6 separate regions of the Sus scrofa genome follow, and regions 1, 2, 3, 5 and 6 are each linked to region 4. Evidence: chromatin contacts called from public HiChIP or PLAC-seq data. All regions are on one chromosome and are shown on one strand. Each heading gives the region's core, a stretch centred on a gene start, on an enhancer-like site or on the middle of the called end of the contact. The rest is flanking DNA. Distances are from core to core; before and after follow the strand shown.

Region 1 (4,486 bases), core at 1,136-3,635, 300 kb after region 4:
CACGGCACTAATATCATTAAGAAAAAATCTTACCAATAGTAGAGCATTTTCCATCTACAACAGCCTTTTATTTACATTCTTACTCAAGTGCAGGTAAGTTTGAGATGCAGGTAATAGCTACATTTTAAAATGAAGAAACTGAAGTTCAGTGTTATTCCGTTATTTTCTCTAACAATGTTGAATCCCTGCCTTGGACCCAAATGCTCTGATTCTAGAGTGTATTTTTTTTTTTTTTTTACCTTATACAATGGTGCCTGAGGACAGTGATATTTCTAAAATTCTTTATGACTGTACGTAAAGTGGCCATATGTCCCATTTTGCCCAGAAAAGATTTATGCTTTCTGTCACAGCATAATTATCAATAGTATGACTTTCTACTCTAAAAAAAAAAAATGCCCTGTTTTGGACCGGAGAACATATGGTCACCCTATTTATAGGAAGGCTCAGAGAAATTCCAACTTGGGCTGCATGCAATCTTTAAATTTATGTTAAGGCAATCACTAATAAACTACTTAAATGTTAAAAAATAATTGTCATTGAAATATACTACCATGTGTTCTGATGCAATAGTATGTTTGTGTGTATATATACACACACACACACACGTAATATATATGTATATTTACTATACATATATATATAGTATATATATATATACTGGGCAATGAGAGATAGTTGATTTTCTTTTTTTAAAATATGTTTCTGAATTCCCAAATAGTGTACAATGAGCATGTGAAGAATACATAGCTGAAAATAATTTTTAAAATCTTTCATTTAGAATTAGGGGATCTCTTTTAACAGGAGACTCTGAAATCACCACATTGAAGAAATGAAGACCCATAGGTAGGAGTCTAATGACTCCTTCATAATAATAATCCTTCTCACAAGTAGAACAGAGCTTTATATTACCCAGAACTTTCTGACCATATTTTCTCATTTAAACTTTATAAGAATGCTCGCAGTCAGTAAATGAGTCCCCCTCTGAAGCCAGCATGCAGAAGTGGAGTGAATGAGGCCAGTCTGGGACCTCTGAGGTTGTCCTAGTTAAGACTCCACACCACGGACTCTTATACTAATCCTATATTGGCTTTTAAAGCCAACAGCAAGACACTGAGCTTATTGTTGGAGGCTAATTCCTTCCCTTGTGCTGCTAGTCTCTCACTGTGAGCATAGCTAAAGGAGACAGTCAAGCTGCCAGGGAATAACACAGGGGAAATTAAGAGAAGCTTTTCCTTTCTTTAGGCCACCATTTAGCCAGCTGTTAATTTCTATCTCAAACCATTCAACAGTACCCTGACTATAACCTAGAGACTTAGGTTCCAAGCCTGACTTTGTTGTGATAGTGCCTGCCCAGTGAATTATGGTGACTTGCTTTTTCTCGCTGGTCCTGGATTTCTTCGTCTGTACAATGAAAACTGGTAACCAGATCATCACTATGGTTCTCTCTGGCTCTGATAGTGTGCGATTCCAGGTTTCTGAGCTTCTGGGGAAAAGAGTGGTTTCCAAAGTTATATTCCAGAAGCGCCCTTTCTAACTGGGGCTCTACTTTTCTTTGCATTTGGAATGAGCCCAAAGAAAAGGTCATTTTTGCAGACATCTTGAGGTTGTGCTCCAATGTCCTCATTAAATAACAGGAGCCCAGACTGGCAGGCCCAGGGGAATATTCAATCAAGGAGAAAAAGGCCAAGTCATTACTGGAACCCTATCATCAGAGCTGTAAACACAGAATTCATTCCTGGGCTTTAGCTGAAAGCCTTTTCAATCCAGCTCATTCTCCTTATATAGGTTCCGTTTGTCAAATGTGTGTGACCATTCCGATAAGTCACCAGAGGCGGGAAGGGAGAAAGAGAAAGAAAGAAAATTACAACCGTAAATAGACTCTGAACATAGAAAGATCAAAATAGACAGACTCTGGCTTTACTGGATGAGTCACTGCTGCAGCCCAGACCGCAAAAACAAGCGTGGCTTCTCTCCTTAGCGGCAGGCTTCCTGTCTGGAAAGGAAATGCTGCTCTGATTGGAGATATTGCCATTTTACAGACTTCAAAGCAACTTAGGCAACTGAACAGACAAGAGGGGGAGCAGGTAAAACTTCTTCCAAGTGCTTGTCTGGAGAACAAGCTACTCAACTCTGACTTGAAGATGCATGTAAATTCTTTCATCTTCAGCCAATGGTGGTTTTTTTTTTTTTTTTTTTTTTTTTTTAATATGGTGGGCTTCAGTTCTGGTGTGGTGTCTGTATCTTTTTTTCCTTCAATACTTCCTGAGACTTGCTTTTCAGGCACTAAGCAGAGTGCTGTGGGGGATGAACGTGAGGACCATCTAATGAGGAAGTGGGACAAATATACACATCATGACATGATGAAAGAAAATTGTGCTAAAAAGAGGAAATGCATGCGACTATGAGGGTACAAAGAAAACAGAAGTGGACCTTGATGAATGGTCTGCCAGGGTGTGAGATGAGTGTGAAGAAGGCCTATGTGTATTCAGGATTCAGCAACGAGTCAAGGTTTAGCTTGGAGTATGGCAGTACAAATAAGAGAGTGGAAGAAAATAAAGCTTGAAAGACAGATTGGGACCATCTCCAAAAGGGGTTTGAATGAAACATTGGGTCTTGCTTATGTGTTGCGGACATGGGGAGGGGCAGAAACAGTGCCACCCTGGGAAGGTAATATCACCTACTGTGGCAGGTTGGTGGGGGGATGAAAGAGAAGCAAGAACCAGGAGGATCAGTTAGGAGACACTTGCCTAAATAAATCGTGGTCCTTGTGGCATAATAAGAAATATACACTATTATGTTTTTGTCTCTGGTTCTTGGCATAGAGTTCCTAAAGTCCTTGTAATTTCTTGAGTGATAAAAATGTCTTTTGTTTTTTTTCCTAATGAGATGAGTGGTGGCTGGGGGTCCCTATCTAGCTTCAGGATGGAGACTGGTCACCAGAAAGACCAGATATGATCAGAGGGCTGGAACTTTCAGCCCTATCTTCCAACTCCTGCAGAGGGAAGAGGGATGGAACTTGAATTAATCACCAATGGGCGATGATTTCATCAATCATGCCAAAGTAAGGAAACTTCCATAAAAGCCCCTACAATGGGGTTAGGTGGGCTTCCAGGTTGATGAACATATTGATGTACTGGGAGGATAGCTGCCCAGAGGGTGTAAATCCTTCCTGCTGCTCCTCCTATACATTGTCCTATGCATTTCTTCCATTTGGCTATTCCTGATCTGTATCCTTTATAATAAATCCATGATAGGAAATAGTGTTTTTCTGAGTTCTGTGAGTTATTGTGGTAAATTATCAAACATGAGGAGAGGGTTGTGGAAACAAACTGAATTTATAACTGTTTGATCTGAAGTATACATGGTAAGACTTGCTCTGAAGTGAGGAGACTCTTGTGGAAATGAGCTCTTAACCCAAGGGTCTGCCATAACTCTGAGTCATTAGTGTTGGAGATTTGGTTGGTGTGGGAAATCCTCCCACACACATTTGGTGTACAAGTGGTATGAGTACAATCAGCCCATTGCTTCCCACCTAGAACATTCCCCCTGGGGTTAGAGAGAAGAAGATCTATAGGAGAGAGTGAAGGTAATATGTCTGAACTTCTAATCCAGTCAATGAAGATATCAATGTAAAAATACTCACCATCATAGAATGCGTTAGTGTATGTTGAAGTCATGCAGCTGACCTGCCAGCATCAGCTGTGGCCAACTCACTTTGATACAAACACAGGAAGACTGCTCATTTGTAGAAATATGGGGTAAATAGTTTTAGCTGGTTTACTCAGACTGCAGGCTTGATTTGCTAGTGGGGGTTCTGAATACTATAGTTTGGCTACTCAACCACAATTTTTTTTCCAGCCTATAATTTCTTTCCAGCCATGGTCCCAGCCCCTGGCCTTTGCAAAACAGTGGTGCTTAGAAGAAAGAGCACACACTTATCTATTGGCTCTGTTCTGTCCCCTGTGTGACCCTGGGTAAGTCGCCTGCCCTCCCTGGGACTTGGTTTCCTATCTGCAAAATGAGCTTGTTCTATGAGTCAGTGTTCAAGGCCCCTTGAGGCTCCAACAGTTTAAGATGTATATTTAGAACAGGCAGTCTCCATTGCTAATGTTATCGTTCATAAAACAAACCTATCTCATTGAGGCCTCCTGACAACCTGAGGAAAAAACAGTGCAGGTATCATTATTTTAACATATTCTACAGATGTGTAAATTGAGCTGTAGAGACATGTAGAATGTAGGTAATTTTACAGAGGACATAAAGTAATTTGATGATATAGTTGGGACAGGAGCCTTGGCTACCTTCAGCCCAGTGCTCTCTCCACTCTCCCAGGCTGCACGGCTGCCTAGGAAGGGTCAATGAAGTACATTGTAAGGAAGACACTCAGCTTTCATGAGAGTTCTTGAATATCCTGTATTTCCATTTTTTCTCCCCAGTGAGACCAGGCCAAAAGAAAAGGAATCATTTTATGGGTCATTGCAAAAGT
Region 2 (4,580 bases), core at 359-2,858, 400 kb after region 4:
ACTGGGGCTTGGTTCCTCCCCATGTAAAGTAGGGGATAATAACCATCTATGTGAAAACATTCACACATTGCAAAGAAATCGTGGTATTCCAGCATGTGATGTGGCTTCTCCTTACCCCTCCTGCTAGAGCTCCTGCTCCTCTGAGTTTCCTTTGCTTTGCTCATGATGACTTCCTTCCTATTTCATAAAGCATGATGGATGCCTTCTCATGGACATTCTTTTCCAGGGGAAAAGTTGACCTTTGCATTTTCTGCAATCAGCTGGAGCAGTATGAAACTTCAGGGTAGGAATTCCCTTACTCAGGAAAAAAAATAGTCTTTGTGGATTCAAAAATGAATGTTTCCAGGTTTATCCTCCCCATATTTTATGGGGACATTTAGTACTATATTGGTACATGCTAAAGGCATAGTGAAGAAATGAATACATATTCCTGAGAGTCTTTTTGTGTGTGTGTGTTTATGTGTGTGTGTGTGTGTGTGTATGTTCCAAAGAATTGTCCTTTCTTTGTGACTTGTGCTTTTCCTTCACCAAATAGCAGGAAATGAAAAGCTGGTAAGAGGGTCTTCTTTAAGGGCATTGGATAGATGCCTGGGGCTTCTTTTCCTCAGCCCTGGGGACGGTGGGTTGGGAATCCAGTCACCTGAGTTTGTGGTCTTGTGGACTTGTATTGTCATTATCCAGTCTTATTACCCCACATCGACTCTTTCATGGGGGATTTCATCCCATATCTCAGAGAACCATGTATCCCTTAAGAGCTGAATGCTTTTCTCAGGACTCCTGGTAGCTCTCACAGGGCCTGATACATGACTGGCTGCATGGAGTAGTGGGGAAAAACACGAACCACAGGAAGTCAATTCAGGGGACAGGAACAGGGAAGGTTTATGGACATCGGGTTTTTATTAGAATGCTGTGTTTACTTGGAGGGTCCCCTATTTTAAACAACTTGGAGAGGCCCAGGGAAAGAGTAACCAAATGATTGAAAGAGTTGCATGTGGGTTATTTAGCTAAAGGTTTTATAAGACTTCACTTAACTCAGGGAGAGGGAAATTACTTTGCTTCAGTGCCATGCATTTTTCATCTGTTTGTGTTTGAATAGCAAACCCAAATTGGATTCTCTTTAGAGCCTGGAACCCAGTGGGTGCTCAGGGAATATGTGTGGAATGAATGATTCAGTGTTTTCCTCCCGAGTTGCTGATTCCTGGCTAGCCAATATACTGTCGTCTTCTTTCAAGGGCTGGGTTGTGCTAGGAAGCTAGAGGGTCACAGGAAAGAAGATTGATTTTTAAATCAAGTATAACCACTCTATTCAATATCAGGGAAGATATCTCACTGAGTGGTATGCGCACATGTACGGCCTACACACGTGTGCATGCATGTGCATACGTGTCCGGGGGAATGATAGAAGAAAATATTTGGGGGAGAAAAATTATTTCCAAACCACAAATTGATTTGACACAGCCTGAAAAGAGCAACTGAAAGTATTGTTAGGCCTAGGGCCACTGGGAAGCATCTGGGAAGATTTGAGTAACTGGGGGGTTAGGGGGTGGTCCTGGAAACTTCCTCAGATGGGTCCCGCCTGTCATTGCTAGTTCGCTGTTGCCCTCTGCTGGCGAAACTGTTGTAATCCCAGGAAACTGCAAATCTCCTGGAGCAACTAGGTTCCCAGTTTCCATGAGGAGGTCTAGGTTCCCTCCCTGTCAAAAGGGTGATGAAGGGAGAGCTGAGGATGAATGGATGTGTGGTGGAAGGGTGTGGCAAATCGTCTGCCAGGAAAGACAGGCTCTCATAACCGAGAAGATGAATCTTATTATTCTAATATTTTTATTCCGTACTCTGTTGATTTGCTAAGACCTTGCTCTCTCTTTGGCTCTGTGCTGGGCACAGTAATGGACCCAGATAGGACTCAGGTGCTGTCTTTACCCCCAGAGGGCCTCTCATCAAATGTGGGAGAAAGAGAAGGACAAGTACAGGAAATTGTGACTAAGACCACAATGGAAGCACTGATAAAGGCTTTTGTGTATTTAAAGGCAAGAGATGACATCTACTTGAAGGTGAGGGACGTGAGGGGAAGGTGCCATTAAATAGGTAGCATTTAAGCTGGGAACTTGAAGGATAGTGATTTTTTATTTCAAAATATCTCTTTTCTCATAAAACTAGAATGTTTATCATAAAAATTAAACTCTGGCTAAAAAAAAAAAGCATGAGAAGAAGTGAAAGTCATTGGAAATCCCATCACTCAGAAAAAATAAGTATTAACATTTTCATCTATGTACTTTGTTGTTGCTACAAAATTGGAATTATACTGAAGGTAATATTTTGTATTCTGCTTTGTCTCACTTTATGGCATGAACATTATCCCAATGTTACTGATTTTTTTAAAAATGTGCTATTTTATGGGGGCATATTTCAATGTGTAAACCCGAGTATAGGATTCTTCAAGCAGAATGAGGCAAAGCATGTAGGTTGCATTTCACAGAGATGATTAATTCTTCATTAATTTTTCATTAATTCATTTCAGAAGCATTTTTTGGGTACCTATTGCCTTGGAGACACAAAGCAAAGAACTGACTCTGTGAAGTGTACAGTGTAGGAGACTGACATTAATTAGGTAATCATAGAAGTAACTATAAAATTGCATCTGAGATAAGTACAGTGAAGGAGAAATGTGCTGTTCTAAAGTCTATATTAGAAAGAAGAGAAGTGGTCACAGAGATCTGGAAAAGTGTAATGCCACAGAAAGGAGTAATTGAGCTCAGCACTATAGGCGCTAAGTAGGTACAGTAGATCAGGAAGAACATGGTCAGCAAAGGGAACAGCATGTGCAAAGTCCCTTCAGTAGGAGCAGGCATCGTAAGTCCAAGAAACTGAAAGAAGATCAAGGAGAAGGGCGTGCAGAGGCCTGGCCTGAAATGAAGTTGAAGACATAGGTCAGACCTGACCCTGCAGAGCTTTTTAGACCAGGTGAGATTTTTTTCATTTCTCATAAGGGCTATGGAAAACAGTTGAACTTTTTGAAGCCAGAGTTGGTATGTGTGGGGGGCAGGGGGAGGCGGGTAAAAGGCCGGATGTGTTTTTTTTTTTAAAAGGTCTACCTCATTGCAGTATGGCGACAAGATTGGGAGGGAACTAAAGTTTATGCAGATCCATCAGGCCCAGGTGGCTAGTAACCCAAGCCCATGAAAAGGTGGTTGCAATAGTCCAGGCAGGAGATGTGGGCAGACTGGATTAAGATGGTGAAAATAAAGATGGAGAGACGTGGATGGTTTTGAGAGATGCTGGGGAGTAATATGTTTAGGACTTAGCATGAGAGGTGAAGAAATAGGATGAGTTCAGAAAGACTCTTAAATCTCTCACCTGCATAATGGATGGAAGGAGGGTTCTTCCTTAAGATAGGGAGCACTGGAAGAGGTCAAAGTCTGGAGGGGACAGTTATGAGTGTTGTTTTGGGGGAGAGATTTCCCAGAGAGAACCGTTCCAGAAGTGGTATAGACCAAATCGGCTCCTTCCATAGGTGGGTTTTACTACATTTGCCTACCACACTGAAGTGTTCTCTACTGGGAGGTGAGGGGTACCAGGGAGAAAACCTACATTATATCTGGAATTGGTGTCTCCATACTTGTTTCAGGGCTTGCTAGGTGTAAGGGCACCTAAGTCATTTTAAGGATCTCTGGAGCTGAGTTTCTTGTCTCTAAAATGAGGGTAATAGAATTTGGTCCAAAGGATTGTTAGGAGGATTAAATAAGAGTATTGCTAGTCAAGGGCTTTGTGAACCTCCATGAACTGCACAAATACAATGCATTATTATTATTTCTACTTCTCTACTTCTTCTGAATATTATTGCCAACCAAACTAAAATTGTAATAATATTAGAAATATAAAATTTGATGTTTTCTCCAAGAGTTCATTGGGGGAAAAAAAAGGTGTGATTGAAGTCTAAGTGAATAAATATACCACCCAAGAGCTAGAGATGATGGCCCCAAACTATTTATAAGCCTGTGTGTTTACTTGGATTCAGACTTTCCCGACATGTAAATTATGCAGAGTCTGTGTCACAGCAGAGCACTTTGTGTTCCTAAAAAGAATCTTCTCCCCCCACCCCTCGAATCCATCCTTTACCTTTTAAAATAAATCTCATTATGGAGTGCTGACATTTTCAGTAAAGCCATTCAACCAAAATCTGAGGATTTTTTAGACTAAAAACAAATCTGGTTTATTAGGCAGCAGCTTATAACTTGCTGCTAAGTAGATACAATCTATTTGGAGAAGTTTATGTAGATAACTGATAAAACATTTCACAATCCTTGTCTCTTTCTGACTAAGACTGAGAATGTTAAACAGATTATCAAGAATTCTCTCCTTCTCTCAGTGGAGTAGAAGTTGAGTATTGCAGCATTGTTGGAGTGGATGGAAATCACAGAAGCAAGATTTAAACCAGATCTCTCGGACTCTACATCACTAATTCTACTAGCATTTTCTAGCGAGTGACTGCAGATGTGACCTTCTTCAAAGGGTTGTGGGGAGATGTAGAGCTGATACTGTACATGCATCCTGGTTGGCATATGATAATGCAATGATCTCAT
Region 3 (4,526 bases), core at 1,462-3,961, 350 kb before region 4:
TACCATCATTGATGTATAACTACCCCCACATCAATTTAGATATTTTTTAGCGTAAGTAGATTTTATTCATTTTGATATTTTTCCTTCAATTCATTTAACTATGTTATAATTAAGTTCTTTTTTTCCTCTCAGGCTTCTTGGATTCCAAATAATACTATGTTTCAGCCATAGTTCCCTTTAAAGACAGGGTTTTTTTGAGGCATTGCGTTTTGCAAATAGTGAATCTCTAGCATTCCTAAGCAGTGTATCTCATTTAATTTGCTCTATATTGGATGTAACCCAGATAAATATTATCCTATGTAAAAATATTAACAGTTCTAGACTGAAATTATAATTGGGAATTGCTGCCTCTTCTCCTGGAAAACAGTCTTAGCTCAAGGTTGAGAAAGAGATGTCTTAGGATCTGTGCCTATTTTAGAGATTTCAAGAAATTTTCCTTCTCTCCAGCAGCTGCTAGGAACCTTGTTGCTAATAGATCAGTGCATTAGTTGGATATTTGCTGGAAGCAGAGCAAGGGCAAGCTAGAGTCACAGAGAGAATTCCAGGGCAATAGGTTTGCAGGTAGAATCTGGACACCATTGGTGAAGTGCCCTTCAAGCCTTCTGTTTCCAGAAATAAACTTAATCCTCATAGCACATGCTATTTCTTCCCTAGAGTGTGAAGCACTGTGAATCCTAGTTAATAGCTTGGATCTCTTGCAGAGTTTGACTTTGTTCTGAACACAACCTCAGAATCATATATGGATACTCAATTGAAAGGAGAGAACCAATAACTTGCTAGAATAAAGGAAATTTTACCTTAGCTAAACCCAAAGGGAAGGAGTAGCCAATCAAGAAGGCAACTACTGCACATGACAAGAGCTAACTGAAGGGAAGTGTGGTCCAGTGGAAAGGATACTTATTTGTTGCTCACTTATAGCTTTCATACGTCACCAAATCACCCTAGGTTGATTTCCCAATCGTAGAACAGTGAGATTGAACAATATTATCTCTTCACTTCCTTCCTGCTCTAAAATTGTATCAAAGTATGATTCAGCTACAGAAATTAGTTAAAACTGGTTACTCCTGAAAGGCGTGGACTAAATTTTTCCCATGGAGTTATCATGACTTTAGTAAGCCTGTGAAATGGGCCATACACTCTGTTCCCTTTGCCTCCTTCTGCTATGCCCTTTCAGCTCTTCATTAGAATGGAAGCCTCCTAGAAATATCCTCCTACATTCTTTTTCCTACACTAGGCAAAATATAAATTGATTTTGTCAACTATATATAGTCCATGAGGAAGCTAACATTTTATTAGTTTCTACTATATGCCAAGTATCTCTATCATCTTTTTTTTCCTGTATCATCTTTACAACATTATTTGAAATTTGGTACTAATATTTCTAATGTTCATATAATGAAATTGAGGCTCAGAGAGAAAATAAGTTGCCTGATGTCTCATGGCTCATAAATAATGAATCTTTGATTTGAATCCAGCCACCTCTAAATCCAAATTTCATGATCTTTCTATTGTATTTTGTATGCTGATTTCCAAAATCTGTGCAAGAAGTATTTGTTAAATATGCTCACACTTAGCCACAGATCTATATCTGTATCTACCTGTATCTCTATATTCATATTTTGCTAGTTAGCCATCAAAAAGAGAGAGGTCCACATCTTCAAGAGTATGCCAAAATGGAACTTTGCCAGAAGGATTTCTATTTTTAATAGAAATCAGAGCTTTAAACTGAAGGTATGAAGTTCTAATGATAAAAATTTAGATATCAATTAGGGGAGGAATCTAGGGGGCATGATGTCAGTGGATATATACTATAGATGATATATGAACTTGGCCTTACCGTAAAAAGAGAGATAAAATAAAAGTACTTCCAAGTTAGCCTCCTGATGGTGTGAGGAGGGGAGAGAATGGATAAATGTCTGGCTGGCTGCCTGATTCTTTGAGGTAGTTTAGAGGAAACATAAACCAGGGATGATACATTGGATAAAGATTTGGAATCTTTGTTATTTCCTTAAACTTATTTACTTTTTAAACAATCATGGTCTGTTTTAAGGGCATCAAAACCTTTAGAAAGGAACCTATTACCATTTCTTTTAACCTTTACTGAAATGTGTGGATTGGTGAATTGGAGAGGAGCCTCCAGAGATGGGAAGAAGAGCTTAATCTGAACACTCATTTATTTATTCATTCAGCAAACATCCATTGAACACCTGGGACATTTAGGTGTCCCAAGAGCTGTGCAGGATTAGAGATAAACAAGGTGTGAACTTTACTTTGGCTGTGTTTTGGAGGGTAGACTAGAAGGCTCTGGCTAAGAAACCATTTAAGCATTTCCTTTCAGCTTTGTCCTTTTCCAAGCTGGAGATGAATCAAGAGCATTTTTTGGTCTGTTTGTTTTCCTGTGAAATAAAACGTGTATATATTAATACTATAAGGAAAGGGCATGGGGCCTTTATTGAAATATATTTCAGTATGGATATTGGCTGCTGTGATGCTAGATACCAGTGATGCATCATGACCACCATTTAAAGGAAGACAGGGAAATCGCCTTAGATCCTTATAAAAATGGACCTTGGAAATCTTGATCCAGTGGTTGTGAGAGGGTTAAAGAGTCCATCAATTTGTAACCAGACCCAGTGATCTTGTATGAGCCATGTCAGAATGTTGTCTGCATGCCGTCTTTTCTGATCGCAATAATCGGGTCACAAGAGAAAGAGAAGTAATAGAGTGTCTCTTAGCAACCAATCCCAGGAGAAAGAGAAAATTACTCAAACCCGGCCATCCAGCCAGGGAAGTAGGAAAAAAAAAAAAAAAAAAAAGCCTGAAAGTCTGTTGAAAGTGCTCAGGAACACGATTCCTATGTGGTAGTTCCTATAGGCTGGCTTGAGTCTCTTAAAAAAAAAAGTAGAAAAAAGAAGGAAAGTAAGAAATAAATAACTAAACAAACAAATCTCTAAAATTGAAACCTTTCTTTTATTTGCCTTCCTTCCTTTCTCTTGTTTTAATTTATTTTTTTAAACTTATGTCAGAAAGAGGGAGAAAGAGGCAAAGGGTGGGCAGGGACCAAAGAATCTTTGTCTCTTAGAACAGGAACTTGGTAGTCCAAAGCATGAGTGGATGCTGGTGGGGGGAGGTGGTATCATTTCATTGCACCCAAGGTTTCCAGTTCAGATTGGAAATACTAGAATGCTCTGCTAAGGAACAGGAATGCAAAGTCTGGAGCTGGTATTATTAGTTTTATAAAACCTGTTTCCTCTGCCCTGCTTGTTAACTGCGTAGCAGTCTGCTCTGTAGTTGTTAATATGTATCACTACAGACTTTGGTGTGAGGGAGTGGTTTTCAAACCTTTTTTGACACAAAGGGCAGCAAGAAATAAATTTTACATGGACAATCTCTCTCTCTCTCATACACACACACTTATATATAAAGATATGAAAGAAAATTTCACTTAATGGTACATGTTCTTTACAGAGTAGACATTTATGTTTTCTATTCCATTTCATTTAAAAAATACTTTTGGGGATCCAGTAAATTGATTATTTGTTCCATTAATGAGTTGTTTTCTAAAGTTTGAAAAACACTAGTCTCAGGTCAGCATTTGCCTTCCATTTTAATTGTATTAAAATGATGCCAAGTAGCAAGTTCAGCCATTTTGATGAGCCCTTACGTAGCATTGTGATATTCTGAGTAACTGTTGTTTAAGCTAAATATCTTGTATGTATCAAGAAGATGCATCATAAGATCCTGGTTTGAAATTTAGGGATATAAACATGAGGCAGTTCCTCTTGGCCTGTCAACAGTTTAGAAAGGTACCATTCTGTGGCCAAGAAGCAGTAGACGGGGCTCAGGAGACTTGCTTCCACTTGGACGTATTCTTTTCTCCCATGGAGCTCCTTGCTTGGTGATGGGATTGCATTAAATAATGTCATAAATTCCTTCTGACTGTAACGTCTTAGAATTTTCAGCTGTAAGGAGCCCCAGAAGTCATCCACTCCAATCACTTTATCTCCAAGATTCCATTTCTGAAGAAAAACATTGGTAGACTCCTTTCTTCCTTCAAGGCTCTGTGTTAGGAAGCATGGTACACGAAAGACTGAGTCTGAGCTTCTCACTCCAGATATCTCAGTCTGGTGTAGGAGCAGAGACCTAAGCAACTAATCTCACAATTGTTACTAAGTCAAATGTGCTAAACACTGTAGTTTGGGTAGAATTAAAATATAAAACCTCTGAGGAAAGGATAATTTAGTCTTGACTGGGTAGGTAATGGCTGGAGGAGGAGGAAGCTTTGGGCCTGGACTTCAAGGAGAAAAATGATTTATACATGGAGATCTCAATGATAGCGAGACATTCAGGTAGATAAATATGATAAGTAATGGAAGAGTGGCACCTTAATTGCCTCCTCTGAGTTATGTTTTTTGGCCTCACTGAGCTCACCATTCAGTATGGTGAACCCAGTGTAGTAGGTTGGTTCCCACCTGCAACCCTTGAAGTTTTCTGTATTTTATGATTTTTTTTTTCTTCCCAACTCA
Region 4 (4,238 bases), core at 1,379-3,878:
CATAAAGAATCTCATTTGTGTTTAAAGAACAACTTCTTAAAAGACTGTTTTTTGTGAATGTGTGTGTGTGTGTCTGCACACACCCACCCACGCATGTACAAGCATAAAGAAATTGTAGGAATTGTCAACTTTTTTTTGGTGGTTACTTCTGGACTGGGGTTTTTCCACTTTATATATTCTTCTGTACCAACTCGATTTTTAAATGAGTATACAAGTATATAGATATAAAAATTTGTAAAGTTATCATCCAGCTTAGGTAACTTTTTTTTTTGTTTTGGGTTTTTTTTTTTTTTTTTTTTTTTTTTTGTCTTTTTGCCTTTTCTAGGGCCACTCCCGCGGCATATGGAGGTTCCCAGGCTAGGGGTCCAATCAGAGCTGCAGCCACTGGCCTACGCCAAAGCCACAGCAACATGGGATCTGAGCTGCATCTGTGACCTACACCACAGCTCACGGCAACGCCGGATCTTCAACCCACTGAGCAAGGGCAGGGATCGAACCTGCAACCTCATGGTTCCTAGTCGGATTTGTTAACCACTGAGCCACGACGGGAACTCCTAACTTTTCTTATTCCAGCGAGCTGTAGTAGTTTTCATTGGTTTGCCCAATTTAATTGACCCAAGAAGAAAAACCTTAAAATGCACACACACACACACACACACACACACACACACACACTCACTCTTTGGAAGCTTTAAATGTGTATGACTTTTAAAGTAAAAAGAAAATTACTAATCTCATTCAGCAAGTCTGAATTGCCACCTTCGCCCCAAACCAACAGCAAGCAGGTAACTAATCTTTGGCCTTTCCTGCACCTTGTGACGTGTCAGCAGTCCTGGGGCACAGGCCTCAGAGTGAGCTGCTCCAGAGGCCCCCAGTCACTTCTCAACAAGTGCCTTTTTCTGCAAATAAAGGCCCTACATCTGAGACAAAGGAGTGCTTGGCCACTTCTACCTCCCTCTGGCCCTTTTGCCACCTAGACTCACATTTGCCTCCTACTCCAGAATATCTTCTTAACAGTAGAATGATTTTTCTGAAAATCATAGCTAATCGTGTTGCTCCCCTATTCAAACCCTTCAGTGGGTTCCTCTTCCCAGTGCTCCCTGTCTCTAGTTATTCTGTGTATAAATGAAAAACTTAATGTATTTTAATGTGCCCTCGTCTGTGGGACCTTTTGTCCCTGGCCTTCAGCAGGTTAGCTTGTGTTGAATAAGTGAGTGCCTGATGGTGGCTGAGCAAATACAGACCTTTTGTGCATCTCCAGCCTCATTCCTTCTGTCTCCACTCTAATCACATTGGGCCACTTGCTCTTTTCCAGTCTAACTGTGGTTGGTCCACTCACAGCCCTCGGCACATAGTCTTTCTCTGCCTAGAGTACTTTCCCATCTGTCAGATCTCAGTTGTCTTTTCACTTCCTCTGTGGAGACTCTCTGGCCTCTCAAGACTGTTTTGTGTTACTGGTGTGTACAGTTCATAGGGATTTGCTGTCCCTTCCTAGCACCCATTACTTTTTAGTCTGGTTTTGGGTTTGTCTGCATCCCCACTCTTTGAGGCCAGGGAAAGTTTCTGTCCTCCGATATATTGAAGACTCTGTTATAGCCCCTGCCACAACCTGGTGCCTGACATGTAGAAGATGCTTTATCAGTGCGCACTGAGTGAATGAGCTCTAGACAATACAAACCCCACATCTTCTGAGCCTGAACACCCTGCTCTTGCTCCTGTGCTAGATTCCCTTCCCACTGCCTCCATCCCCTTGTTCTGTCCCCTCAGCCCAAGCACTGTGCAGCCTGATTGGGCATAAGTTCAGAGTTTTTAGGACAAGATAGGAATGGACAGTTTAATGTCCTTCAAGATCGTTAAACAGTTTTGGAATCATACTATACTTGGAATCTTTCTCACTCTGAGACTTGTTTTCCATCTTTCCTAGTTTCTGCTCTGGTCGGATTGGTTCGGCATGTCAGTCAATGTTTATGGGTTTAGGGAGTGGCACCATAATAACCCTTTTTCCTCCCACCTAATGCAGGCTCACTGACTCCACCTCTGATTGTGCCAGGCATTACCAGTTTTGAAGCAGGGCTGCAAATCCTACCTTTCTGTTTAGGGTTTCAGTAAACCTCTTATTAAAAGTCTTAAGAATTCAGATTTGCACTGGCAGAAATTTAGAATTATTTGTTCCCTCTTCTTCTGAAGGGCTCCCAATGACACAGTGCAGTGCAGTGGAAACCATCTAAAAATGTACAGATTTCTTCTAGGAGTAAATAAACTTACCCTGCTGACCCTGAGGCAGAGGAGAAATAGCAGAAAGCAAATAAGAATGGATTAGATGAACCTGTACCTCCTCTTCCCCACTCACTCATAATGTGCGTTGAAATCAGAAATCAGGTAAAATCAAAGTGGGTTCCTCCGCTGAGTCCCCTACTCTGCTAATAAGACTTTTGGGATACATGAGGCACCACATTCAAGTTTAGCTCTGTGGATAGAGTAAGATAAAGATGAAGCTACATTTAGTTGAAAACTTCCTCACTTTTTGGAGTGAGGGAAGAATTTTATAAAGAGTGGAAGCCACAGCAATCTTGAAGCTCTGAAGAGGGGAGGAACCCGGGCTGTGAACTGTGAGTGTGCCTCTAGTCCCTCTGGTGGGCACTGTCCACATCACAGCGAGCCTGGCTGTGGTGGCCGTTAGCTTCAGAGGGGCTAGCAGATAGCAGTCAGAGGCACAGAGAAGTCTTCTGTTATTTAGAAATCTAGAAGGAAGAGATTATAAAGATAAAAGATTCAAGTCTCTTTTTTCCATTGTACTGATGGTGAAAGTACGTTACTTCAGATTATTTAATAATCAAATATCATATAGAAGTCTGACATTATTTTAATGGCTCATTTCTAAGGAAGATAACTCCCTAGTTCCCCAGGATCACCAGTGTAACAAGTGAATTTAGACTTCTTTTCTCAAACTTTCTGGCATATTCTGCACCTGTAGTTCAAGCGGCTGTGGTTGTCTCCCACCACTCTATCCTCCTCCCAATTTATGTTTTACTGGATTTATATTAGAAGATAAGGAGGAACACATAGTTTTTAAAACCCATTTCTTTAAGTGCTAAAAGAATAAGTCATTGGAATAAGCCATAGAGGATATTTGGGGGTTCAGCATAAATAAAGGATTTTGTAACAATGAATATAAGGTGAAAAGAGCCACCTCAAGGGTCCCTCCCACTTTCTCTCTTATGAAGGTCTTGACTGAGGCTGTTGATGACCTGTGATGACAAGGATTACTTTCTGCACTGGCTAGGAGCTGGACATAATGGCCCTAAGTTCTTTTGCATCCCTGGGAATCTACAACCACTGAGAAATGGAGCAGTAGAACTGGACAGAAAAGCCAAGTTAGAAGTAGATTTGAAATCTACCCTTATGCTTTCACCTCAAACATTAGGGAGAAAGATAACTCAAAAAATATAACTTTCTTAATGTCATGCCTTATATATTAGTTTGGCCAAATAATACTGACTGCTGTCACAAATAAACCCCCACACCTTAGTGATTTAACACAAGATTTTATTTCTCTGTGATAAAATCAGCTATCTGGCAGGTGCTTTCCAACTGGGGGATGGGGCTCTGCCTTATTCGGTCCACTGGCTCCGTCATCCACTAGAGTTGACGGGTCCCATGCTAGATTCTCTACACTGGGCAGGAGAGGGAAGACACAGCACTGAGGAACTTCTGAGGTCCTAGTGGGGATGTTTATGGGCCAGCTGGCAAATATGGTGTAATGTTCCTTTCTGCTCATATTCCATTGACCGGGACTCAGTCATTTGGCTACACTTGCAAAGAATGCTTGGAAATGTAGCCACTGTGTGCCCCCAAAGAAGAGGAAGTGGTTTGGTGTACATTTAGCTAGTCTCTGCATGCTTTCACCGCCATCATCATCATCATCATCATCATCATCAGTATGCTTTCCTGGAATTTTCCAAATCAAATCTTGTGTGTTCTTTAGCTTAAAGTATTTAAAAGACCACTTTACCATAATATGATTTATTTTTATTCTTCTATATGTTTTCTATCTTGGTCTGCTTTAAAATAATAACTAAGAAATAAAATCCATTTGCCCCAACTAGGTAAATTAACCTCTAGCTCTCCACAATTGGGGGATATACCTTATTTTTGAGGAAGAAAATGTTTATTTAATCATTCAACAATTAGTGATTGAGAGCCCACCACACGTCAGGGATCAGATATTTGGTGGTGAG
Region 5 (4,314 bases), core at 1,755-4,254, 260 kb before region 4:
GAACGTTAGATTAAATCATATGCACTTATTACCTAAGTAGCCTTGATGCCCAAGGACTCTCATAGTAAGAAGGAAAATTGAGGGTGTGCTACAACAGTGTTTCTGATATCAGGGGATATCATCTTTATCAACTTTTACAGAAGATGTAAAAATATACACTAGTGCCAGCCACTGCATAGAGAAGTGCAAATAAATTATATTTGTGTTTAGCACTAAATTTTTTAATTATTTTAAAATGTGTGTATTAGGGAATAGTTTGGGAAGAAGAGGCATGAGAAGTTTGGAGGTAGTTTTGGAGTAAATTGTAGATGGTATGATCCTCAAGTACTACAGCTTAGAGGTCATGTAGCCACTCTTTACAGAAGCAACATTTTTGTCTAGAGGAAGGAAGAACATTGCTCAATGAGGCCCAGGATCAGTGATTTTTTTTTTTTTTTTTTTTTTTCTGAACCATGACATAATGGTTCCCTATGCATTCTAAGTTTAACCAAGGCACAGTTTGTTTCCCTTTAGCATTTTATTTTATTTTATTTTAGTATTTTTTATACTAAAAAAAATACTAAGCATTTTAATTAGTTATTTCCAAAATATATTTTGTGGTACTTTCTGTAAAATATAGCTTGAAAATATAAAGAGTAGACAAATCAAAAACATAACATAAAGGTAAACAGAAGTGTCTTTGAATTAGTATGTATCTAGGCCCCACCCCTATTCTACTGTTCATAAAAGAACACCTTATACTCTTGGGAAGAGCTACATCAGGGGTCACATTGAAAATTCTCTTAATTTCTTTCTTTTTTTTTTTTTTTTTTGTCTTTTTGTCTTTTGTTGTTGTTGTTGTTGTTGTTGCTATTTCTTGGGCCGCTCCCGCGGCATATGGAGATTCCCAGGCTAGGCGTTGAATCGGAGCTGTAGCCACCGGCCTACGCCAGAGCCACAGCAACTCGGGATCCGAGCCGCGTCTGCAACCTACACCACAGCTCACGGCAACGCCAGATCGTTAACCCACTGAGCAAGGGCAGGGACCGAACCTGCAACCTCATGGTTCCTAGTCGGATTCGTTAACCACTGCGCCACGACGGGAACTCCGAAAAAATTCTCTTAATTTCTTAGCAGACAAAGGATAAATACATGGATTTTTGATTTTCTTTTCCTTCTCTTGCCTAAATGAAGGCTAGAGTCTGGTCTTCTCATTCCTAGTACAAATCTGCCTTTTCTTCCCTGCGGTGAGTTGAGTAGCATTGGAGCTGGTACATAGATGACTTGGAAAAACTTCCCGAGATTTTATATTCATAGGGATTTAGTATTTTTGAATCAAGTTTTATTGGAATTGGTCAAATGTGATTTCACTGTTCTCACTTAGACTAGGATGAAAAAATTTTGAGAGATTCTGGGATAAGATAGGGTTGGACATAATTTGATATCCTAGATTCCAAGTTTACCAATAAATCTACTCTCTTTTCAATTTCATGTGATCACTTCTCTAAAAAGAGCACCAATTTTTTGTGTGAATTTTCCACATCACCAGTCTGAGCTTCCTCCTTTATTTCTAAAATGGGTGTAGTAGCTGCACTTTTTCCCCTTTGTAAAGATGCAGTATTCTAGAGTTGCAAGAAATTAGATGTCGTGTTTGAGGAACAGTTTACTCAATCCTTCCCATTTTATTTTGGGATTGTTAGCTTGTGTCTGGAGCTTGCTACTTTAAAGGTTTGGAGCTTGTACTTTGTGAATGGTGGTTATTGCATCAATGATATATTTATCTTTGTCATTTAAAGCACTTAAAAGGTATTGTAATTTCTTAGTCTATTTGGAAACTGAGTTCATGCATACTCTTTAGTTATATTAACAAGTCTTTAGTTGTAATTTCAGTGCTCCCACACTGAATTCCTTTCATACAGCAATAATCTATGAGACAACCTAAGAAATCATTTCAGGTGTGTCTAGGTTGTATGGAAGGTTTTTTATTTTGGATTCATGTGGTCTGAGGCCTTGTGGGCAGAGTAACTAGGGTGGAGTCTTGCGGTACCGTGGATCTTCTATTCTCTTGTGTTCCCTGTTCTAACTTGCAGAAGCCATGAGCAGCTGCAGGGGAGATTAATTAGTAATTAAACTTTTAATAGTCCATATTTTTCCATGAACCCCATCATGTAGGCTACTTGGAGATGAAAGCTGCAACGTACTAATGCTGTGTGATAAGACATAGATGATCCTTGCAGACTGGGACTCTACCGCTGCTTTGTTTGGCTTCTTGGGAATGGAGATAGGAACGAAGTCCTATACTGTTGAAAAAGAGAAGACTTATGCATGGTGTCTTCCTCTCCCTGTGCTCCCCTTGGGGGTTGGGGGAAGATTAGGCACATAGTGTGATTTGCTTAAAAAAAAAAAAAAAAAAAGACCAAAAGACCAAATTTATCTATGTATTGTATTGTCTGCTTACTAATAGCTATTTTTGAGAACTTTGGTAAAAGTTGAAATATTGCAGAAACCTCATGTATAAGATACCAAATGGAGTCTAGTCAAATAATAGGGGTAAAAATACCATCTTAATAGAAAAAGGGATCTAATTCTTTGCAGTGCCCATATTTAGAAGATCTAGGTTTTATTTTGAATTCTTTCATACCTGCCAGGAAACCTCAACAGTTAAGTAACAGTGAGGTGGGGGTGCAGGAGTGGTTAGCTGACTCAGAGCTGCATGCCATGAGTCTGATGACGGGTAATTAATTTTTAGATTGTATGTAATTGCATCTCAACAGTTATACCTCCTCCTGCTTTTTTATAAGATGATGTTTGTGTTTGTGTCTTCTGTGACTACCATAACAGAATTAGCTTCAAGACTTTGTTTTGAGTTCTATGAACATGTAGAGTGGAACTTTAGGTTGAAAAATTGCACCTTTACAAAGCTTTTGTCCCCAAATACCCATTTTACTTGCCCCAGTGTAAGAGTGTGTAGTGTAAGTTAGCTCAAGCAGTGAAAAGGGAGGAAGTTGAGCAGACAGAGGAAGCCAGCTCTGCTGGAGCCTAGGCCAGGGAAGGAGAGAAGTCTTCTCTGGTACCCTGGCCACATTCCTCTGGGTAACCTTTAGCTGTGATTTGTTTGCAAGACCTAGGCTCAGAGATCATTGTGTTACAGTATACTGAGTCAATCCATCCAGGAATTGGTTTAAAATGAAATTCACAAAATGCCTGTTGAGCTTCTCTATATTACAACAGCATCTCAGTAGAAATAATTAGCCCTTTGTCCATGCAGAAGCACATACCACATTTGCAAAATTAAAGAGCTTTCTTGTCAGGACTGGTTTCTGTATTTCTTTTCTCCTCTCCCACTGTTTAAATATCTATTTTGGGGGTAGCCTTGGTCTGAAGCTGTATGGTCCCCTTTATTCCCTTTACAACTTTTTTTTTTAAAATAAACAAAATACAAATCCAGCTATACTTTTTACTTAGGAAGATTAGATTTTTACCATGGTAAGTATATAGGAATGCTGTGTTTAAGAGAAAAGGCCATATCTCAGATAAGATATTGTCACTGTTTTGTCCTTCTTGACAACCATTTCCTTTTATGTGCTTTATAGCCGAACTAATGTATAATGATGATAAAGATGGTCTCTGTAGACAGAAGGTTGGAGGTGGTTAATAACCAAGCCTACATGTCACATTTGTCATGGTGAATAACTGGTCTGTCCTCTCCACAAAATACCACATTGGAGTATAACTGCTAAGTTTCTTTTCACACTGTGGAAAAATTACCAGGGAAGTTATACATTGCCTTTCAGTGAATATATTAACTACAAATATGAAACTTAAATTTGTTATGCTTCATAATTTGAACATATATTTTCCAGTTTACATAAAACTGCAAACTCAAATTTTACTGAAAAAGATACAAATTAACTGCTGTTGTGCCAGCAGGTGTAGTTTTCATTCATAAGTGCAGACAGGCCACTTGTGAATTTTGGAATTTATGTCTCTGTGAACTTGACTTCGTTGAAGTCCCAGATCCTCACTCTAATATACATCTTTCTGTTGGGGTTCTAGATGACAGAAGAACGTTGGATCTTGTTTTGTTGTTCTAAATCACAAATTACGCAAAAGTAAAGTAAAAATTCTAATAATTTTACCTCATAGAGTATATGTTATAGAGCCAGCGTAAAAGTGTATAATGACTAAAAGAAAGAAATAATTGTGATAAATACCAGACTATGAAGTCCTTGAAGCAAGATGAACTTTTGTTTCCTGGCACACAAGAGGTATACAAATTTGTAACTGCTGAATAAATAAGTAAATGCTGTCATCAAATCCAGTAATGATGGAACT
Region 6 (4,108 bases), core at 1,491-3,990, 310 kb after region 4:
GTGGGAAATTTTGGATGACATTAGAAAACTTTCTCTCCTCCTGCAGTGGATTTGGGTGACTTGATGGACAGTGGACCTTCCATAGATGAGCTGTTTTCCCTGGACTGACTGAATGAGGGCTGTGCCAGGTAGCACGGTACAGGGCAGGCATGGTGGTGCCATGAGGGAGGCTCCATTGTGCATCACTATTGCTGAAGGCTAGTTTTGTGCTGGACACAGAGTCAAGTGCTGGGGCCAAAGTAGAAGTGTGTGCCCCTCACGTTCAGTGAGATCATAGTTGCTGGGGAGAAGACGCTCCCAAGTCTCCTTGGGGGGACGGAGGAAGACCTATCACAGTGTTATTCAAAGTGGGGTCTGACTGCTCACTGCCCAAAAGCTAATGCAAGGTTTGTGAAAAGGAAAGTTTGCTTTATTCTGGAGTCTGGCCATGGGGGGAGAAGTAAAACTCAAATCCAAAGGCCATCTCCCTCCATTTACAGTAGGCAAGAGCTTTTATGTACAGAGAGAGAGGCCTACCCACAAAAATAGCAGAGTCAACTGTGACAGTCATCTTAAAATGGTCATGCAGTGGTCTGATCAGCATCATCTTCCTGGTTTCAAGTACAGTTAATCTTCAGTTCCAGAGTCAGTTTATTCTCATTTCATTGAGACCAGTTCTTGGAATCATGACAGCTTATGTTATGGCTACAGTTTGGTCATCATGGAGTTAACTTCTTCCACCTGGTGGGGGTTTCAGTCTCTAAAAACAGCTTAAGGGATATGGCTCAGAATATAATCTATAGCCCTTGAGGAGGCACTAAATGTCCTTGACTTTGCTTAGTGACTAAACTATTATTATTTGGTCTTGTTTGATTTCTTTCATTTGCTTCTGCATTTTCTCACCTCTCTTATTAAACATATTCTTTGGCTAAAGTTTTTCTACAGACAAAAGGCAGGCAGAGGACATGGGGGTGGGGTGGGGAAGGACCATATTGTCCTGCTCTGGTACAAGTGGCACCACTTTTAGTTAGAGATTTGGAGAATTGGTAGGAGTTTTCTAGGCAGGAAGGTATTCCATTAAGAGAGACTAGTCCGTGCCAAGTTTAGAGATATAAGTTATCATAATATATTGTCAGGGAGACAGTTATTTTGGGAAGCAGACACATCCAGGAAGTCAAGGCTTAGAGCATAAAGGACTAGCAGTGTCTTGCAAGGTGGGTCAGTTCTCTGGGTCCTTCCCTCTGTGTCTGCTGTATTTTGCGTACACCCAGATAACAGCACGGATCCCACTATATTATAATTGCTTAGGGGTGGGCTTCTCAGTGCACTGTGAGCTCCTTGAGGACAGAAACCATGTCTCATATATCCTGGTGTCTTCATGGCCTTGCCTGAGCTTGCCACAGCTTATATACTCAGCTAAGTCCTACTGAAAGAAAGAATAAGTATGTGAGAGCAATATGGATCTCACTTAAGGGATGGGTCCCGACATGATTTGTGAAGAGCTTTTGGATTCTTTAAATGTTTCTGAAGCTGTGCTGAGTGTAACACTAAGAATTACTTCTAGGGAGCCGTGTCTTCTGCAGAGTATTTCTGCTGATGCTAGCAGTGATTCTTAGCATTTATTTAGTACCCTTTGAACTGGCACCATGCTAAACTCTTTACCTGCCTTATTTAATTGGCACAACCTCCCTCTGTGACGTGTAGATATTTTCCCCATTCTATTGCTGAGGAAGCTGAGATTTGGAGAGGCTAAGAAATTCCCACAAGATCACACAATTAGAGTCAGAATTTGACCCAGAGTTAGAATCTGACCCAGGTCTGCTGACACTAGAACTTGGGTGCTAACCATCCTGGTATCATTAAATGAAGCCTGTTGCCCAGGGTGGGGCAGAGTCAGCCCAGTGAGGCCCATCTACAGGGACTTGGAAGATGGTTTTGTTAAAATAGGTTGAACTCTCCAGAATGTTATTGACTCATATCCCCTTATAACCTCTGCTCTAGCAGTGGAGGATGGAGAAATCCCTAGGAATAAGTAACGTTTAGAGAAACTAGAGCATCTAGTTTGTCAAGGCAACACAGCAGATTTCAAAGGAGCAAGAAGGGAAGTTTGTGGCTTCTTAGACTGTGGTGAGGGTAGAGATACACAGAAACAGATGGAAGTGAGAAAGTGAGGTCCTTTTTTCCCCTGAGCATTTTTAGTTGGGAGCTCCTTTGGGTATGTTTCTCCTTGTTTTTCATTTGGACTGGGAATGTCTTCCATTTGGGAACCCTTTGCTTCTGAGAAGCTCAGAGCAGAGCACAGGGTCCCCATGTAAAGAGGCGAGGGGCTCTGTGATTAGAGCACCTGCAGCTCTCCTGAGCCAACCAGCTCCGTGGTCTCAAATGGGAAAAGAAACAAGAATGCAGAGAAGATGCCATTTTCACAAGTTAGCTGGCATGTTTGGCTGACTTTTGCTTGCAGCCTGGGTCTTGCAGATGGGGGTGGGCAGGAGGTGAAGGAACCTCAACAGATGGCAGCAATCAGTGGGTGTTGGTGACCATTTTTCCTCACTGCTGAAAACATGGTCACCTTGTGCCTGTGACAATCAGACTCAACTCCAAGTTCCTCCGTCCTAGAACACAGAACAGTATAATCCTTTTTCAGCTTGCAGAAGGAATATTTTTAGAGAGAAGAGGTATCTAGGGAATACAAGGGCCACCTGAGATTCTGATTCAGCGATGTGAATTCACCTGCCCAGTTACAAGTCCTGATGTCTGAGGAGATTTGTTTGTCAGTCTCACAAGGACGGAAATGAAAAGCAATTTGCTGTAAACCCTTCCTCTCCCTTCTGATTGGTAAGGGGAAAAATGTCCACACACTGCCATCTGGTGGGAACTTCTGGTCACTGCATTTTTGAGAGTTCTTGCAAGAAACAACTGAGAAGGGGCCAGGCTTTTTCCTCCTGTTCGTTAACAAAGAGGCAATGAACAAAACATGGTCCTTGCCCTTGAAGAGCTCCCAGTCTAATGGAAGAACTTGACATGTTAGCAAGTAATTATAACTTGAAAAGTACCGTTTTAGGAATGTAAAGAGTAAGTTGTGAGGTAGTCTGGTTGGTAAGAAAGGAACATGGGAAAGCAGCTATAGGTAAAAGCTGGAAGAAGGTTGAGGCCAGACCGTGAAGGACCTTGAATGTCTGAGCAAGGCAGTGAGTCCGCTCAAGTTTAGTTAGAAGGAAAAAGATGGAGTCAGATTTTGGTGGTAAAGCAATACAGACAACAAGCGTCTGTATATATGCTTTCAAAGCATCCAGATCCTCTTGTTAGCAGAAGTCTCCTATGGAAATCCATTATGTGAACTAAGTGAAACCATGGATATTCAGACGGAAGTGGAAGAATTGTCTCCCACTCCACCTCTCCCATCCTTGGTACATATAGCTGCTTTGGGGGCAATATCTAAGGCCCAGCAGAACCTGGTTTGATACCTACTCCTGTGGAGTGTCCCTTAGCTAACATGACACACATGCTCTGGTTTTAGAGGTAACTCTATCCTGTCTCTCCTGACATAGGTCTTTATATATTAGGCTCCAGATCTTTTCCTATCTTTTAATCAAAAATTGCTATTTTTCATTTTAAAAAAATTTCTATTTTTCTTTTTTTTTTAGGGCCACACCCATGGTATATGGAGGTTCCCAGGCTAGGGGGTCTAATCAGAGCTATAGCTGACGACCTACACCACAGTCACAGCAACGCCAGATCTGAGCCATGTCTGTGACCTACACCACAGCTCACAGCAACTCTGGATCCTTAACCCACTGAGTGAGGCCAGGGGAACCTCATGGTTCCTAGTTGGATTTGTTTCTGCTGTGCCACCACGAGACCTCCAAAAAATATTCTATTTTTTTTGGAGCAGTTTCAGGTTCACAGCAAAATTAAGAGGAAGATTAGGAGAGATTTTCCATATCCTCCCTACAGCTATACATGCACACCCTCCCCCATGATCAGTGCTTCCTCACCAGAGTGGCCCTTTGTTACAACTGATGAACCTCCATTGACACATCATAATCAACCAAAGTCCATAGCTTGCATTAGAGTTGCACTGCCCTAAAAATACTCTGTGCTCTGCCTATGTATCCCTTCCCCACTCCTT

The links. HiChIP or PLAC-seq counts read pairs in DNA pulled down with a chosen protein or histone mark.
Region 1: an H3K27ac HiChIP or PLAC-seq map of alveolar macrophages shows a contact between it and region 4. The contact joins two enhancer-like sites. A contact is called at or near these places in 1 of 47 Hi-C or Micro-C datasets (embryonic fibroblasts) and 1 of 2 datasets of contacts at active chromatin or transcription factors (alveolar macrophages).
Region 2: an H3K27ac HiChIP or PLAC-seq map of alveolar macrophages shows a contact between it and region 4. The contact joins two enhancer-like sites. A contact is called at or near these places in 1 of 47 Hi-C or Micro-C datasets (embryonic fibroblasts) and 1 of 2 datasets of contacts at active chromatin or transcription factors (alveolar macrophages).
Region 3: an H3K27ac HiChIP or PLAC-seq map of alveolar macrophages shows a contact between it and region 4, with 6 times the contacts expected there. The contact joins two enhancer-like sites. A contact is called at or near these places in 1 of 47 Hi-C or Micro-C datasets (epiblast stem cells) and 2 of 2 datasets of contacts at active chromatin or transcription factors (alveolar macrophages and skeletal muscle).
Region 5: an H3K27ac HiChIP or PLAC-seq map of alveolar macrophages shows a contact between it and region 4. The contact joins two enhancer-like sites. A contact is called at or near these places in 2 of 2 datasets of contacts at active chromatin or transcription factors (alveolar macrophages and skeletal muscle).
Region 6: a contact with region 4 is called in an H3K27ac HiChIP or PLAC-seq map of alveolar macrophages. The contact joins two enhancer-like sites. A contact is called at or near these places in 2 of 47 Hi-C or Micro-C datasets (embryonic fibroblasts and fetal heart ventricle) and 1 of 2 datasets of contacts at active chromatin or transcription factors (alveolar macrophages).

The regions. Positions count from the first base shown.
Region 1 is chr13:126,680,301-126,684,786 of Sscrofa11.1, forward strand. All of the region lies in intron 2 of TPRG1 (tumor protein p63-regulated gene 1 protein), which reads left to right. Among named protein-coding and RNA genes, the nearest start is that of TPRG1, 150 kb to the left of the region's middle. Within about 2 kb of position 2,386, at least 19 of the 83 cell types and tissues checked have an H3K27ac peak or open chromatin away from gene starts, as enhancers often do. A contact at or near this core is called in alveolar macrophages, where this site is marked.
Region 2 is chr13:126,782,158-126,786,737 of Sscrofa11.1, forward strand. All of the region lies in intron 4 of TPRG1 (tumor protein p63-regulated gene 1 protein), which reads left to right. Among named protein-coding and RNA genes, the nearest start is that of TPRG1, 250 kb to the left of the region's middle. Within about 2 kb of position 1,609, at least 3 of the 83 cell types and tissues checked have an H3K27ac peak or open chromatin away from gene starts, as enhancers often do. A contact at or near this core is called in alveolar macrophages, where this site is marked.
Region 3 is chr13:126,032,615-126,037,140 of Sscrofa11.1, forward strand. All of the region lies in intron 3 of LPP (lipoma-preferred partner), which reads left to right. Among named protein-coding and RNA genes, the nearest start is that of MIR28, 250 kb to the right of the region's middle. Within about 2 kb of position 2,712, at least 3 of the 83 cell types and tissues checked have an H3K27ac peak or open chromatin away from gene starts, as enhancers often do. A contact at or near this core is called in alveolar macrophages, where this site is marked.
Region 4 is chr13:126,384,608-126,388,845 of Sscrofa11.1, forward strand. All of the region lies in intron 8 of LPP (lipoma-preferred partner), which reads left to right. Among named protein-coding and RNA genes, the nearest start is that of MIR28, 100 kb to the left of the region's middle. Within about 2 kb of position 2,629, at least 5 of the 83 cell types and tissues checked have an H3K27ac peak or open chromatin away from gene starts, as enhancers often do. A contact at or near this core is called in alveolar macrophages, where this site is marked.
Region 5 is chr13:126,119,832-126,124,145 of Sscrofa11.1, forward strand. The region is part of intron 5 of LPP (lipoma-preferred partner); the gene reads left to right. Among named protein-coding and RNA genes, the nearest start is that of MIR28, 160 kb to the right of the region's middle. Within about 2 kb of position 3,005, at least 8 of the 83 cell types and tissues checked have an H3K27ac peak or open chromatin away from gene starts, as enhancers often do. A contact at or near this core is called in alveolar macrophages, where this site is marked.
Region 6 is chr13:126,697,736-126,701,843 of Sscrofa11.1, forward strand. The region is part of intron 2 of TPRG1 (tumor protein p63-regulated gene 1 protein); the gene reads left to right. Among named protein-coding and RNA genes, the nearest start is that of TPRG1, 170 kb to the left of the region's middle. Within about 2 kb of position 2,741, at least 16 of the 83 cell types and tissues checked have an H3K27ac peak or open chromatin away from gene starts, as enhancers often do. A contact at or near this core is called in alveolar macrophages, where this site is marked.